2 separate regions of the Ovis aries genome follow, and region 2 is linked to region 1. A link is a contact called in public Hi-C data. All regions are on one chromosome and are shown on one strand. The core of a region is the stretch at or near the end of the contact, and the rest is flanking DNA. Distances in the headings are between cores, read along the strand shown. Region 1 holds the start of TSHZ2 (teashirt zinc finger homeobox 2). Region 2 overlaps TSHZ2 (teashirt zinc finger homeobox 2).

The links. Hi-C and Micro-C count contacts between places; a contact is called where the count stands out from the background.
Region 2: a contact with region 1 is called in a Hi-C map of liver, with 1.9 times the contacts expected there. The contact joins the enhancer-like site here to the promoter of TSHZ2 in region 1. A contact is called at or near these places in 2 of 16 Hi-C or Micro-C datasets (liver and tail adipose tissue).

The regions. Positions count from the first base shown.
Region 1 is chr13:80,593,893-80,596,696 of ARS-UI_Ramb_v3.0, reverse strand. It overlaps TSHZ2 (teashirt zinc finger homeobox 2), which reads right to left and starts at 1,424. Exons shown (of 3, transcript XM_027977343.3): 1 at 1,357-1,424. The coding sequence starts at 1,396.
Region 2 is chr13:80,695,850-80,698,653 of ARS-UI_Ramb_v3.0, reverse strand. All of the region lies in intron 1 of TSHZ2 (teashirt zinc finger homeobox 2), which reads right to left. Among named protein-coding and RNA genes, the nearest start is that of TSHZ2, 100 kb to the right of the region's middle. Within about 2 kb of position 1,408, at least 7 of the 54 cell types and tissues checked have an H3K27ac peak or open chromatin away from gene starts, as enhancers often do. A contact at or near this core is called in liver, where this site is marked.

The DNA of each region.
Region 1 (2,804 bases), core at 175-2,674:
TTATGCAAGTGTTCCACTGAACTTCTCCCTAATGTTTCGCTCCAGTTGGAACAGAAGGAAATATTGGGGGGGTCTGCAGAAGACCAGCCTTCGCTGATGCTGCCTTAAAGCTTGAGGGTAAAGACAGAAAGAAGGAGAGGAAAAAACTTAAGCTCTTTGCTAATGCCTGATTCAACTGAAGGACACAAAGAAATAAAAACGCCCACATTAAAAGCCAAACAAGATAATAATTGTGCATGTCTGGCTCTCAATCTAGAGGGCAAGGCTTGCGTCACTGGCACTCTGAGTTACCATGGTGAGTGATTTATTGATATATATCAAGAATGAATAGATCAAAGGCAGTGAGATGACAGGTGATCAATCAAATGTCAAATCAAAACTAGCAATCAAGTGGAAAGCTGATTTTTCAGTGGGTGGGTCTGGCAGGAGAAAAATGAACTTTCATATTACACTTCCGAGAAACAAAACCCCAGCATACTATTAAAAAAGCAATTAAGCAACCCAAAAGGAAGAAAAAAATGCTTTACAAGCTCTAATGTCCTGATCCATTAACCTGTTCCTCTCTCTCTTTTTTTTGGGGGGGGGGAGGAGGGGGTGGTAAGAATTCAAATGGGATAGTTCCCACCGCACAAATCAATTTAGAAAGTTTGCAGCTCACTCCGTGCAAAGAAAATCCAGAGCTGTTTCAATGTTCGAGGGGCATTCCCCCCCAACCCCCACCTTTTTTTTTTTTTTTTTTTTTAAGAGAAGGGAGAGTGTTGATTAGATTTCCAAAGGAGGCTCCTCTTAGAAAACAGATTCAAAGGTTCCTTTCCTGGGGTGGTTTTTTACACCTTGGCGATCAAAGCTGAACTCCCATGCCTTGCCCCAGAGCCAGCCCTGCAGCCCTAGGCTGGGGCACGGCTCAAAGTTCAGCGCCCCAAACCCCCCGCGAGAGGAAACGCCGGCCCCTGAGGCCAGAAGCCACTGGCAGCGACCCCCCGGAGGGGGGCGGGGGCGGCAGGACTGCTCCCCGCTGCGAACCCCAAAAGCTCAGCGCAACTTTGGCCCGAGAGGCAAGAAGCAGACTGGGAGAAAGTTAGGGGTGGGGTAGAGGGTGGAGGGAAAAAAAGTTTAAGGAGGAAAGGCTTGGTGGGATAGCTTGCCCCCACCCCCCAACCGGAGCCTGGAAAGGGGAGGATAGGGGAGGCTGGAGAAGGCGAGCGAGGACGGGGTTATTCGCGGGGCGGAGGGGGGCACCCGGAGCTGACGCCCCCGAAAGGCAAGCGAGGGGGTGGCGTCGCGGGGCGCCCGGGCGAGGAGCTGGCGCCCCGGGCCGGCGGGCCGGGCCGCCCCGCGCGGAGCCGGGTCTCTTACCTGCCGCCCGCTTGGGTGCCTGCTGCTTCCTCCTTGGCATCGCTCTAGTTCGCTCCAGTCCCACTTCTGGCGCCCCAGCCCCGAGCCGCCGCGCGCGGGGGCCCGCTGTCTCGCTCGCCTCTCCGGGTCTCCTCCGCCTCCTGCCCGGTGGCTCCCAGGGCGTCGCTCGGCCTCTGTCCCCCTGTCCCTGCAACTCCTCCACCGGGGGCCGGAGACCCCCCTCTCTGGGTGGCAGGCAAGACACGGGTGGCTGTGCCGGCTGGTGTGAAGTGGAGGTTGGTTCTGCCTTGCTTGTTTGTTTGTTTGGTTTTGGATTTTTTGTTTTTTCTCCTCTCTCTTTTTGTTTTTGCTTTTTGGAATTTTTTTTTTTTTTTGGTTTGGTTTTTTTTTTTTTTTTGGTGACTGTTGAGACACTTGATTTCTTTATTAAACATCCAAGAGCGGGTTCGGATGGAAGGGACGAGGGACGCACACGCGCGCGTAAAGATAAGGAAAAAAAACAAAACAAAACAAAACAACAACACACAGACAATCCTGGGAAGGTAGTGGGTTCCTCTTTCGCTCCTTCCTTCTCCTGGCCTCCTGCACCTCCACCTCCTCGTCTTCCTCTTCCTCGCCGGGCTCGATGGCGGATTCGCGCCGGGGGCAGAGAGATCTCTCACTGTCGGTTTGTGGCTGCTGTCAGATCCCCGTCTCTGAGTGATATGCGAGAGGACAGGAGCGGGTTTGGGAAAGACAGAAAATCTGGAATTCACTCGCACACACTCACACACGCACACTCACACACACACACACTCACACACGCACTCTCGCTCCCTCTCACTCACACACACACACTCACACCCCCCACAGATGCACACACACACACCACGCGCACGCACACACACACACACACACTCTCACACACACACAAGACAGGGCGAGGCGATGCCAGCAAACATCGATCCCGCTGAACAAACTGAACAGTAACAAACTCCTCCTCCTCTCCCCGCGACCTGATGACAGGGAGAAATTTACTCCCCAGCCGCAGAGCGCCAGGCAGAGGGAGTCTATTAAAGGGACAGTGTCCCGCCGGGAGCGGGGCGGGGCGCGGACCCCGGCGTGCCGCCCGCCCAGCCTTGCGCCCCGCTCGCCGGCGCTGCGACGCGCCCCCCGGGCCTCGGGGACGCCCCTCGGGGGAGCGCTGCGGAAGGACGCGCTGGGGGCAGGGGGATGGAAGGAGGAGCCCCGGGCGCCAGGTAAGCTCCACCTACAGGGACGGAAACAGGACCCTGAACACAGGATGAGGAGGGCAGGACTGCGCTTCCCTTTGGGAGGAGGGATGGCCACCATCCTCTGCTGCCTCCTAAGCTGACCCAGGGATGTCCTCGCCACCCCCTTGCAGTGAACGCCTCTGCTTCTCCCACCTTCCTGCTAGTTTCTGGATGGTTATAAAAGCAAGAATCTCC
Region 2 (2,804 bases), core at 159-2,658, 100 kb before region 1:
AAATTTGGAAACGCCTCTTTCATTTCTTTGGAAATCTCATTGTCTGTAGCAAAATCATGGCCCAGAGAAATCCTGCAACCAATCCTTATGATAAATGGTCTCTACTTTTAGCTAATGCATAGTAAAAGTGACAAACACTGAGGTCAGTGGAAAACTATAATTAAACATACATATTTCAGAATGAAAAGCTACATCAATCAACCTATACCCCAAACTGAAAATAGACCAACTTTTTTTTTAACTTGGCAAAACAGAGTTAATAGAAGATGGGAAACATTCTTTTTAAATATCAAGACAGTTTTCCTGGACTGTTGAAAAGTGTCCATTAGCTCATCTCATATCACCATCTTCCTTCTAAAAAATAATAATCTCATTGTTAAAAATGACTCATATTTACTATGCTTAAGCAATAAAAATTATAAAGAAGAAAATTTAAAAATCATCTAATATTCCAGCGTCTAGAAATAACTCATCTTTGTTGAATTTATTTCAAATGTGTTTCCATCCATTTGTGTGGATGGAAGAAGACAAAAGCTGAACTGATGGATGGATGAACGGCTGGATGGAAGTACGGATGGATAGTTGGATGAATGGGGGGCAGGTGGAAGGATGGGTGGGTGAAAGTATGCGGAAGAAACGTTCCTTTCCTCCCCAAGGCTGATAATCTCTCACTTTCTAGCAAATTTACCTGCTTGACTCACAGTGAACCAGAGGAAATGTCTCAGTCTCACATAATTCCTGTACTTTCCAGATGCCTAATGTTGACTTTCCAAAGTAATTTTGGAAAACCATCCAGGGATGATGTCAAAATATCCAGCTGAGAAGAGGGGAATGAAGCCAAGCAGTTACTTTTCATTATATTGATTAAAACCTATGGATAGTTTATGGATTTCGTGAGTTCTCAGAAATAGGATAGGAACAATACATCCCTTAGACTCACTCTCTCCTGTTGCAATGAGGACCAGGGAGACTAGAAGGAAAATCTTACTGTGCAAGCTTACACAATGAGGAGGGGACAGAAGCCCCACTGGGAGTGAGGTCTACTCCCAGTAATCCCACCTCCCCGTCCCCCTGTGAGCCCCCGGTAAAGCAGCACGATAAAGGGCTTATTTCTAAGACTGGAGCATAGTCGGAAGCCCGCCCCTCCCCCAGGGTGGTCATTAATATCCCCACATTAGTATCGCTCTGCTGTCTGCACTGAACATTCTCTACTCTTACATATTTGCACCTTGTGTTCTTTGAAAGAAGCTGGGAACATGGGCTGTGTAACTTTAAAGACGGGGCCTCCATCTCCTGGAAGGATGATGACGTCCTAAACTGCTGTTGCACCCGATTTAGCATTCTGGATACAGCTTGATCTGCATGATCAGGGGAAAAAATCCCGGCACCCAGAGCGACACGGAAGCACAGAACATTCCCGAACTGGCGTCACCGCATGCCTCTCCGCCAGAGTCGCTCAGCCTCGGCACCACGCACTTTTGGGCCCAGATAATACTTTGTGGTAGGGACTGTCCTGTGGGCTGTTTAGCAGCATTCCCAACCTCTCCCCTCTGAAGCCAGTAGCAAGTCCCCAGTTGTGAAAACTGCAAATATCTTTAGCAATTGCCAAATAACCCCAGCGGGAGTGGCCTAAATCGCCCCAGGTTGAGAACAAATGCCCCTGACCCTGGCAAATGCAAAGTTCTTTGTGTCTCCCATAAAAAAGGGCAAAAGGGATTTTGAGAGTGCTGTGTGTGTGTGTGTGTGTGTGTGTGTGTGTGTGTGTGTGTGTGTTTGGGTTTTTTTTGGATTATTTATTTTGGTTTGGTTTTTGAAAGAGAAATACATTCAGTACTGAATCATTCTCTAGGAGTCGTCAGAGGACATGACTTCATGGATGTCTCTGGACCCAGGGGAGAGGAAAGAGATCTTGGAGGGGTGATTAAATGCATCGCCAGTGTTTGTCTGATCAAGAAGCAAGCTCTAGGCTTTCCTGGCCTGCACCTTTAAGAACTGCAAGCACAGGTAAGTCCATGAAACAGACCCCACCGCTGAAGCCTGCTCTCCTTTTGAAGCCGCAGCAACAACGAAAGAAGAGGACTGGGAACTCTGCAGCCCCTGTTTTCATCAGAGGCACCAACAGGAAAGAAGCGGGGAGGAAATGACTGCTTTGACTCTTTTGGATCACTTGAAACATCGACGCTTTGCCAATTACGGCAGCTGTAGATGCTTTATCTTTTGGGGACGCGAGCAGTTTCTGAATTGTGAATTTTAATTTTCCAGTTGGAGTTCAGATGACTGGCTCAGCAATGTCTAGGAGCTCCTGAAAGATAGTCACTAATTAATGAACACGAAGCCCTGGCTTTTGAGACATTTGAAACAAAGCAGGACAGAGCTCTCTGCTCTGTGTACTTTGGGGACTGGTCTGAAAGCGGGGGAGGCGAGGAGAGAGCTGACGGTGAGCAGAGAGGCCCAGTCCTCTCCTGAATCCCCGGGATTCACCAGGTCATCACGCGGAGGGATTTTTCTCTTTAAATACGACTTTCGTTCCGAGGAAATACAAAACTATCATTTGGGGAGTCAACTGTGTATGTGCTATTTAGTAATATAAATGTAAGTGTTAGCATCTTACTAATCAAAAGGAAAATTGTTTTGTGCTAACGGTTTTGAAACTTCCCCATCCCTCAAACAGTACCCATTACTTTAAACACCTCTATGTCTAGTAATTGTTCAAAAATGTGTCAGGCTACCAGTAATTTAAGTCCTGTCAAAAATAAATCTCAGACACTCACTTCTTCCAGTCAGTGACTTGAAAAACACGCCCA